2 separate regions of the Danio rerio genome follow, and region 1 is linked to region 2. Evidence: chromatin contacts called from public Hi-C data. All regions are on one chromosome and are shown on one strand. Each heading gives the region's core, a stretch centred on a gene start, on an enhancer-like site or on the middle of the called end of the contact. The rest is flanking DNA. Distances are from core to core; before and after follow the strand shown.

Region 1 (5,680 bases), core at 2,734-5,233, 270 kb after region 2:
TGAAAACACACACACACACACACACACACACACAAACACACACACACAAAAGTTCTGATGTAGCAAACCTGCAATGTAAAAAGCTACATCCTCGACCATCCATATGCACCAGACACTTTCCCACAAACACTCTATTACAAGGACTTAATAATAAAATAAAAAATACAATAAAAAAACAGGTAAACTATCTTAGACTTGCCATGACATCTATATATAGATTGCTGCTCTCTGCTGATTTGAAGCTTGTTTTTATCCTCATTTGAAAGTTGCATTGGAAAGAAGTTATTATTTATATTTATGTGTATTCATATTTATCTGTTTTGTAAAAAATCTGAACTCACAATGTTCACTAATTACTGGACATTTCACTTTTCATCTTTTTACACAGTAAATGAAGATTTTCTCAATGAGCCTGGGTCAAAAATCCAAGTACTTTGAAAAAACATTACATAATAAAACATGACTATCACAAAAATCCCTAGCCCTGTCTGCCATTTTGTGATCGTATAACAAAGAAGATCAAGGAAATTGACTGTCTGTGCCCATTTGCTATCTTATTTTATTCCTTCCAGGACAGCTTTGATTCTTGTTAAGCCAACATCTTGATTCTTGTTAAGCCTACATTAACCAATCTTAGGCTTTAGCACCCCAGTCAGAGACTCTCTTCCTGTCTAATGGGCCTTGAAAAAAAAGAGTCGACGTGCATTTTGAGATGCTAAGTCTTTGAAAGCATCAAGGTAAAGTGCTAATAGGTATAAACGTGAATCTTTCTGTCAGCAGGCATCCTTTTGGCAGCAGAGCAGAAGATCGTTTAGCCTGCATGAACCAGCATCTGCTAATGGGATTTCACTAGGTGTGCGATATCGACTGAGCTCTCCGATTTGACATAAATAGTATTGCGATATTTGACTATCACTTAACTAATGCATCAAGCTTTATCTGTGCAGTAAGCATTTTGCTGATCAGGCGTTATCTGTGAAATATATATCTGCCCATATACTTGACTCTGCAAAGCCCTCCACATAAGTATCTTGAAAGCATTGTTACTGCAATCCTCCATCAGTATTTGTCAGGTTTAGAACTGCCTCGCTTTTTTGACTTTATTTTTTATCCATCGCCATCTTGATAAGAGGCATCCGCCCTGTGCTTCATTCCAGTAATGGCCTCGTTTGACTGTATATCATACGCCGGGTGATTTAATCTGCCAGTTTGCTGTTAATGCATAGAAAGTGACTCAAATTTCATGGCTGCTGGAGTCAACCGCTGCTTTATTGTTATTAGCGTCATGCTATTGCCACCACCTCTGAATGCAATAAGCATAAAGCAGCTATTCTTCCAGGCGAACGTCAAAGGGAATGCGAGGGACAAGCTGCGCATGGTTTGTATGAAAAATTTTAAATTGAATGGGGGATTCACATCCCTGGCATGACTGCCGCTCGCCGCTGATTGAATTGGGGAAGGTTAATGCAGTCAGCCTGGAAAGTTGCATTCACTACAACAAGCTAAATGCAGACAGTTTATTACACAAGTGTCCGTTTTTCCTCCAGATTTTTTTAGTCAACACAGAATTCACTGATTAGCTGGATTTGATTAGCTGACACTGGAGTTTGTTGATGCTGCATTTCCGAGGTCGGTAGGTGTTTTGAGTCGACTCCCATTCGGACTTCAGTTCATAGTGCAAGACCGTGAAAACAGCTGGCTTGTATTCGGTAATTCGATTTGAAATCTACTGTCGTGAATTTAATTTAATGATGGTAATGCGATATTCCAAACTTAATTCGTTTTATTTGCTTGCTGTTGATTTGTTATTCACCGAAGGGATTTTTTTTTCTTCTTCTTCCACTTCATATTCCTCTTTCCATCTGTCTTGGTACTCTTGATTTCCTGTTTTAACTTGTTAAAATAGAAAGTGTCTGTTTAATTTGAGCGAGGTTATATTTTTTAAAAGCTCATGAGTGGTCAGCGTGATTTTCTTGTTATCCCTGTTGAAATATTCCATTACGTGGAGCGAAATGTTTGGATATATTTAAGGAGAATCAAGTCATAAAGATGTCAAGAATGTGGCAGAATTGAGCAAGTTTTGGAGAACTAGAACCAAGTATTGTTGTGCACACAATCAAATCATGTCAACTAGCTTCTGTGAATATTAAACAGTTTACTTCACACATACTCAAGCACATGTGACACTCGTGGAAAAGACAGACATAAAGATAGATACAAGCAACCGAAGTCAGTTTCCTTCACAGGGTGGCAGAGTGCTCCCTCAGAGATAGGCTGAGGAGGTCTGTCATCTAGGAGGAACTCGAAGTTGAGCCAATGTTCCTCCACATCGAGAGTAATCTGTTTATGTGGCTCTGGCGTCTGTTTTGAATGCATCCTGGACGCCTACCTAGGGAGGTGTTCTGGGCATATCCCAACACGAGGAGGCCCCGGGGAAGACCTAGGACATGTTGTGGGGTGTCGCGGCTTGCCTGGGAACGGGGTACCCCAGAGGAGCTGTAGGAAGTGTCTGGAAAGAGGGATGTTTGGGGCTTCTTTATGATACTGCTAGCCCCATCGCCCTGGCCCATGATAAGCAAGAGAAAAAGAGATGACATAACTTTTTAACCAGATGGATGGATGGATGGATGGATGGATGGATGGATGGATGGATAGATGGATGATGAATGGACGGACGGACATATGGATGGATGGAAGGATGGATGGGTGAATGGATGGATGGATAGATAAATGGATGGATGGATGGATGGATGGATGGACGGACGGACGGACGGACGGACGGAGGGACGGATGGATGGATGGATGGATGGATGGATGGATGGACGGATGGATGAATGGATAGACTGACAGACAGGTAAACGGATGAATGGAAGGCTGGATGGATGGGTGGTTGGATGGATGGATGGATGGATGGATGAATGGATGGATGGACTGACAGATAGATGGACAGGTGGATTGATGGATGAATAGATGATGGATGGACGGACAGATGAATAGATGAACGGATGGATGGATGAACAGATGGACAAATGGATGGATGGACAGACGGACATATGGATGGATAGAAGGATGGATGGATGCATAGATGGATGGACAGATGGATGGATGGATGGATGGATGGATGGATGGATGGATGGATGGATGGACGGATGGATGGATGGACTGACAGACAGGTAAACGGATGGATGGAAGGCTGGATGGATGGGTGGTTAGATGGATGGATGGATGGATGGATGGATGGATGGATGGATGGATGGACTGACAGACAGATGAACAGATAGATGGACAGGTGGATGGATGAATAGATGATGGATGGACGGACAGATGAATAGATGAACAGATGGATGGATGAATGGATGAACAGATGGACAAATGGATGGATGGATAGATGAATGGATAGATAGATGGATGGATGGACGGACGGACGGATGGATGGATAGATGGGTGGATGGATAGATTGATGAATGGATGAATGGACGGGTGAATGGAGAGATTGATGGATCGGTGGATTGATCCCAACTGTTGAGTTTGACCACATTTGACCCAACATTGAATTAAAACAGCCCAGCACATTTTGGTGTTCTTTCTCATCTATGTCTTGCACTGAAAACCAAATGTGATCAAGTCACATATTTTGACTGCTATTGAATAAGAGTAGTAACATAGGGACCGCTGCTTAGTTGAGAAGACTCAAATTACCCATCATAAATCCGTCCTGTGCTAATGCACTACTCTTCAGTGTAACTACGCCATTGCTTTCCTGGTCTTGAACCTTCCACACTTCTTTTTCTCTTTTTTTTCTGCCTCATCCCTCGCTTTTCCTCAAGGGGGCTTATTATACACTTCTGGAGCTCTACGAGGAAGCAGAGAAGCTCTCAGTGGGAAGCCTGAAAGCCCAGTTTGTGGCTGGGGTAAGTCTGCAGGAGCATCTGCTGCCCGCGGCTGGGTTGGAGCTCTGACGCGTGGGTCTGGAGAACCATTCCGGAGCCGCTGTAGTTCAGATGAATGCCAGCGGATTAACATATCTAACACGGTGGAGAAAGGCAGGGCTGCTGGATGAAAAAAGAAAGAAAGAAAGGAAGAAAACCCCTGAAATGCTTGTGTCCACATTCAGATCTACTAGCGTGAAATGCAGCGGCATATGGTAGGCGAGGGTACACGCGTGCTGCATCCAGATACATCACATTTGATTTTCCTGTCTTTCCTCCTTTCGTCTTTCCCTCTCAGTCTTTTCTGTCCTTCTATGTCTACCTTTTTTTGTCCCTGTTGCACTCTCCCTCATTTGAGTCAAACGTGCATGCAAAATGGCTTATGCAAATACTCATGTACACAGGCATGTAAAAGCATATGGATCTCTCGGTGTACGATAAGAGATGGCGCACAACACGAACCCCATGCACACACGCTCGCCCGCACACAAAGGGAGAGATTTATTTCTCACTACCCCTCCTCTCTTTCCTCTACTCCTGGCCTGACACAGCCCTTGGATCTATTCCCAGAGCTGACCCCTTAGTGGGGACATTGATGTAGGCTTGCTAATGATGAGAAATGGAACCATAATGCCGGCTGTTAAACCTCGGGGGCGCACAACAAATGTGCTTCCGAGACCCGGCATTTGTCTCTGAATAGATTAGATCCTAGCTGTGGTAACCTTATATTTAATCTCTCTACCTCTCTTTCTCTGCCTCCCTCTCTCCCTCCACTGGGCCAGTAGCTGTTCCTCATGATAAATAATACTTTATCATCCTCTGCCGCGGGCAAAGCCGGACCGGTTTAACTGTTGCCATTCTGTGAAGATCGATTCTTTTGTCTTTGTGCATGTCATTATTTCGTCACACCAGGGATGACGACGCTGGATGTTTAACAAATGGATGGTTGGATGGATGGACAGATGAACAGATGGATGGATGGATGGATGGATGGATGGATGGATGGATGGACGAGTGGATGGACGGATGGATGGATGGATGGATGGGTGTTAGGGTGGATAAATGGATGGATGGATGGATGGATGGATGGATAGACGGTTGGATGGATGGATGAATGGATGGATGGATGGATGGACGGTTGGATGGATGGATAGATAGATGGACCGTTGGATGGATGGATTGATGGATGGATGTATGGATGGACGAATGGATGATGGGTAGTTGAACGGAAAGATAGAAAGAAAAACGAATGGATGGATGGACGGATGGTGTATGGATGGATAGACGAATGGACAAATGGATGATAAATGGACCGATGGACGAACGGATGGACGGATGGACAAATGAATGGATGGATGGATGGATGGATGGATGGATGGATGGACAAACGAATGGATGGATGGATGGATGGATGGATGGATGGATGGATGGATGGATGGATGGATGGAGAGATGAACGGATGGTTGGATGGATGGATGGATTGATCGACGGATGGATGGCTGGATGAAGGATGGGTGGATAGATGGATGGACGTATGGATGGATGGATGGATGGATGGATGGACGGATGGATGGATGGATGGGTTGATAGATGGATGGACAGATAGACGGGTGGATGGATGGATGCATGGATGGATAGATGGATGGGTGTATGGATGGATGGATGGACGAACGGACGGATGGGTGGATAAATGGACAGATGGATGGATGGACAGATGAATGGATTGATGGATGATGGATGGATGGATGGAT
Region 2 (5,209 bases), core at 2,306-4,805:
TTATGTCTTTTCGGATCATTCTCTGTAAACCCTATAGATGAGTTGTGTGTGAAAATCCCTGTAGATCAGCAGTTTCTGAAATACTCAGACCAGCTCGTCTGGCACCAACAACCATGCCATGTTCAAAGTCACTTAAATCACCTTTCATTCCCATTCTGATGCTTGGTTTGAACTTCAGCAGATCGTCTTCACCATGTCTGCATGCCTAAATACATTAAATAGCTGCCATGTGATTGGCTTATTAGAAATTTGCGTTAACGAGCAGCTGGACAGGTGTACCTAATAAAGTGGCCGGTGAGTGTATAGCTCAAAATGATTAGTCCACCTATTTTTTGACTTGCCTAATTACCCTAACTTGGCTAATTAAGTCTTAAAATTACACTTTAAGCTGAAAACTAGTATCTTAAAGAGGCTCTAGTAAAATATAGTTATTAGAAATTAGTTATTAAACTATTATGTTTTGAAATGTGTTGGGGGGAAAAAACTTAAATTTTGGGAAAAAAAATATAAAGAGGGGCTATTAATTCAGGAGGGCTAAAAATTCTGACTTTAACTGTATATAAAATGAATGTTTCATAACATACTTTTATTAGTTTTATTGTGCCAAATGACTCATTTTTGGGTTGACATGGGTAAAAAAACACAATAGAAAACTTAATTGTTCACCTGTGAGACACCTGCTTTTCGCCATCCCTTTAATTCCAGAGAGATAAATCAAGTTTAAAATCAAGATTGAGGATTCCTTCCATTCTAAATAAATTATCACATTAGGTTGGGTAAATGATTTGTGAATATCATTTCATGTTGCAAAATCTGTTCTTGAATGTGTGTCCACCGCTATTAGCTTCATATCTGTCAGCCCACGCTGGGCATTAATCACACACACTTATTTAACAGCCTGACTTTAATGAACTTCTGTTTTTGTTTGCTTTGATTCCATCTGTGTCAGTCATTTCCACTCAAAGCATAATGCAAACTTGTGTCTTTTGCCCTCTAGGGTGATCGAGTATGCAAATCGCTCACCGTAGAACCAACATTTGTGTAAATTTGCCTCCCTGCAACCCCCTTCTTACTGGAAAGCATGAGATGCGTGTTGGTGGTTTCGAGCCTTGTGTAATACGTTTGGCCACATAGTGCGGACATCAATCACACTGAGCTATGAACAATGCGTGGCGATGATAGACGCTTAATGGATACTTTGAGACTCATTGCAATAAAAGCAGGAATCCATTTAGTGTATATAGCGCTGTGTCCTTGGGATGCAGTCCAGCCCAGAAGGGTTGTTTTGGTTATTGTGACCGGGAAAGAGGAGATTATAGGGAAGGCTGATGATCTCATCACAAACAACCTGATTCTGATTGGTCAACCACAACCATTCTGTCAACTATTATTGTTGTTTAATGAGTAATAAACTGTAATCAACTTTCTAAGTGTCGTATTCAAATAATATTACTACTGATTAATATTGTGAATATTAATTTGTGCATAGTTTTGTAATAGTCCAACTTATTTTACTTACTACTACTACTATTGCTACCACCACTAATAATAATGATAATAGTAATAGCAATAATAATAATAATAAAACCACCACAAATAATAATAATAATAATAATAATAATAATAATAATACCCTACAATTTGCTACAAAATAATAATAGGTTTAATTAATGTGGCTCAAATATGGCCCACACCAGACACTTACATCCAGTCCGCATACCGCAAGAAATGATGGCACTTGGGCGGTCAGATCTGGTCCACAATCAAGCCATAGCAATATCACATCTCAGCCAGAATTCAACCAAATGAACCAGAACTGACCCTATTCTGGGCCACTGTTTGCTTTTATTCTGGCCCAGATCCAGCCCACACCAGACACTTACATCCGAACCACATACTGAATGGAATGATGGCTCTAGGGTGGTCCATTCCCGTTTGTCAGATCTGGGCTACAAATACACCAAAGCAAGACCACATATCAGCCAGAATTCCACCAGCGGGCCACATTTGCCATATTTTCTCTGGGCCACTTTAGGCTCTCAGCTGCATTGGCCAGAGCTAACTGTGCTTACAACTTCAAAATTAAGAAATATTTGCTGACAAATCATTGTTTCCATAATTAGTCTATCACTAGTTAGTGAGCGTCACTTTAAGCTCAAATATATCAAAAGAGAAATATGTTTATTTTAAAATTTAAAAGTTCAAATAAATGCAGAATAGTTAAGCACGAACAAAAAAAACTAACTTTTGATAATATTAATAATAATGATATTATTTCTATTATTATTATTATTATTATTATTATTATTATTATTATTATTATTATTATTAGTAGTAGTAGTAGTAGTAGTAGTATTAATAACAACAACAACAACAACAACAACAGCAACATAAAGTTGGACACCTTATTGACCCCAAACATTTAAAAGGTATTCTACAACCACCACAGTAATATCAAATTAAAATGATTAAATGTATAATTTCAAACTAAATTAATTAAGTATTTGTTCTTCATAAAATTAAACTCTTTTTAATTAATAAATTATATCATACAATGCTAGAACCTCAAAATTAACAAATATTTTGTGACTTTATTTCCATAATTAGTCTATAACTAGTTAGTAAACTTCCCTTTGAACCCAAATATATTAAAAGAGAAATATTTTTTAACATAATAAAAGCTTCCAATTTTTGAGCAAATATATGCAGCATAGTTAGGCACAAAAAGTACAAAAAATAATTTTATTGATGATAATAATAATAATAATAATAATAATAATAATAATTATTATTATTATTATCATCATTATTATTATTGTTATTATTATTATTATTATTATTATTATTATTATTATAATAATAATAATAATAATAATAATAATAATAACAATAATGATAATAATAATACAAAATTGGAATCTTAATGACCTCAAACTTTAAAAGGTACTACCAGAACTACCACAGCAATAACTAATTAAAATAATTAAATGTATAATTCCAAACAAAGTTAAATAATAGTTATTCATAAAATTAAACAATAAATAAAATTATATTTAACAATAAATAAAATTAAACAATAAGTAAATATATATCATTCAATGCTTGAACCTCAAAATTAAGAAATATTTGGTGAAAAATTATTGTTAGTGAACTTCCCTTTGAGCTCAAATGAAGTAGTCCACATTCATGGTTCAAAATCTTTCATTAAAGTTGTCCTTAAACTATTAAACAAGACCCATTCTTGCCTTAGGACCTTATTTTGAAAAACATACTTGATCCACTTCAAATGTTGTCTACTGGATAATTAAAGTGAAATATGTTTATTGTAAATAAAAACAAAATTGGAAAAATCTTAATGATCTTAATCTTAAATCTTAACCCTGATGTTTTATTATTTACAGGGTACCACTGCATTAACTACTTGCATCATTGTTGTTGTGGCATTACACAATTTAAGAGACAGGTGGCGCTATTCTGTGGCACAATGCAAAGTCGTAAATCCCCCCCAACCCCCTCACTCAGAGCAGCTGCCTCTGCTGAGACAGGAGCAAATGAGAGCAGATGAATCCATTTGGCCCCTGGCCCTGTTGTGGCCCTGCCATGCTCGGAGCGCTCTGCTTCGCTCTGGGGCGGCTCGGGGATAATGAGCCTGGAGATTGAGCCACTGTAGAGGTGCCACCATCGCCCCTGCCCGCTCTCTTTCTCTCTGCCTCTCGTCTCATTCCCTCTTTGTCTCTCTTTCACTCTCTCTTTAGGTTAATAGAGGTGAGGCTTCTCTACTGCGGGACACTTTTTCCAGCAAATTAGGGGAAGGATCTGTGTCCCCAGAGCCTGCCCTCTGCTACGCTCTCCCAGCCCAGAGCTTTCATCCAAACGAGGGGTTCGAGACTTGGGCTGGGGGGTAATGAGGACTGACAGGTCTTGATTCCCAAAGTAGGGATTGAGTGAAAACAGCTGACAGGTGAAGATGAGGGCGGCCTAGATAAAGTGCGAGTGAGAAGAGGTGGAATCGGAAGGAGGGGAGCGAACAAGGGCGAGGCGGAGGTGAAACACTGGCGCTAATGGAGGTGGGACTTGCGGCGGCTCAGGGGCTCTTGGCTGGAGACGGCAGGGCCCTTTGAGGTTAGGCGGGATCAAAAGAGCAGAATAACAAAACAGAGAGACTTCACCCCGACGCGGATCTCAGCACGCCTGCCTCGACGCTCCTCCCTTCAGGGCAGGGATTCAGCAGCATGTCAGAGAAGGGTTTTAGCCCCGGAGTATGGCACAAATACATTCATGGCCTCTTCTTGCCTTTCCATTGTGGTGTGGCGTCATTTTTTGTCCAGTTTCATCTCTATGGTGTAATGTTGTTGTAGCTGTACTGTTAGGCTGGACACAGAAGGCAATCGGTAGGGTTGGGACAATAAACAAATTGATTCTGAGCTTACCTATGGTTATGTATGCTTTACAAACAGTTACACTCTGGCCCCTTTTACACTAATACGAATAGTTTTGCAGTGGTTGCGCCTTTCGTCCACACTACCCCGGAGTTTTCAAGCCCCGAAAAATTGAAAATGCTGAAGAGGCTGTTTTAAATTTGAAAACTCTGTTGTTTTGTGTTAGGGCTGCACGATTAATTGAAAAGAGATCGCCATCTCGATTTGACCCTACACATGATCTTACTTCAGCTTTTCTTCGATTCAACCAATTGTATTTTCAGGGTCAGTAGGGGGCGTAAGGGCGGGCCGGTGTACAAGTCTTTATAATTGTTTCGCATACACTGCTCAGCAACATGGACACCTCCGAATGGTGTTAAACGTGTCACATACTGTATTTATGAGGTATAATTCACCCAGAAATGTAATTTCTGTCCTAATGTTATGATGTATTCACGGCCACGAAATCACACGTACAACATCTTTTTTTTTTTTTTTTCAGCGTGGTGCGCACATCATTTAAACAACCACATTTTAGAGTTATGATTTCAACAATCACTTGACATGTTTTATTTCTTCGTAGCTTACACAAAGTGTTGTGCGTGCAAATAAAATGTTTAAAATGTAAATGTAATGTATAGTTGTATAGCCTATATAATGTTGAATATAATGCAAGAGGGAATCTGATAATGACAAGTGTCTCATTTTATTCTATTGAAAAAATTGCTCTAATAATGTTGTCAATGACAAGCAGGGCTTAACATTAACACCGGCCAACCTTGGCGGGTAGA

What was found. Hi-C and Micro-C count contacts between places; a contact is called where the count stands out from the background.
Region 1: a Hi-C map of embryo shows a contact between it and region 2, with 2.5 times the contacts expected there. The contact joins two enhancer-like sites. A contact is called at or near these places in 1 of 18 Hi-C or Micro-C datasets (embryo) and 1 of 4 datasets of contacts at active chromatin or transcription factors (embryo).

The regions. Positions count from the first base shown.
Region 1 is chr5:18,336,513-18,342,192 of GRCz12tu, forward strand. The region is part of intron 4 of fbrsl1 (fibrosin-like 1); the gene reads left to right. Among named protein-coding and RNA genes, the nearest start is that of chfr, 170 kb to the right of the region's middle. Within about 2 kb of position 3,984, at least 6 of the 62 cell types and tissues checked have an H3K27ac peak or open chromatin away from gene starts, as enhancers often do.
Region 2 is chr5:18,069,871-18,075,079 of GRCz12tu, forward strand. All of the region lies in intron 2 of fbrsl1 (fibrosin-like 1), which reads left to right. Among named protein-coding and RNA genes, the nearest start is that of fbrsl1, 180 kb to the left of the region's middle. Within about 2 kb of position 3,556, at least 25 of the 62 cell types and tissues checked have an H3K27ac peak or open chromatin away from gene starts, as enhancers often do.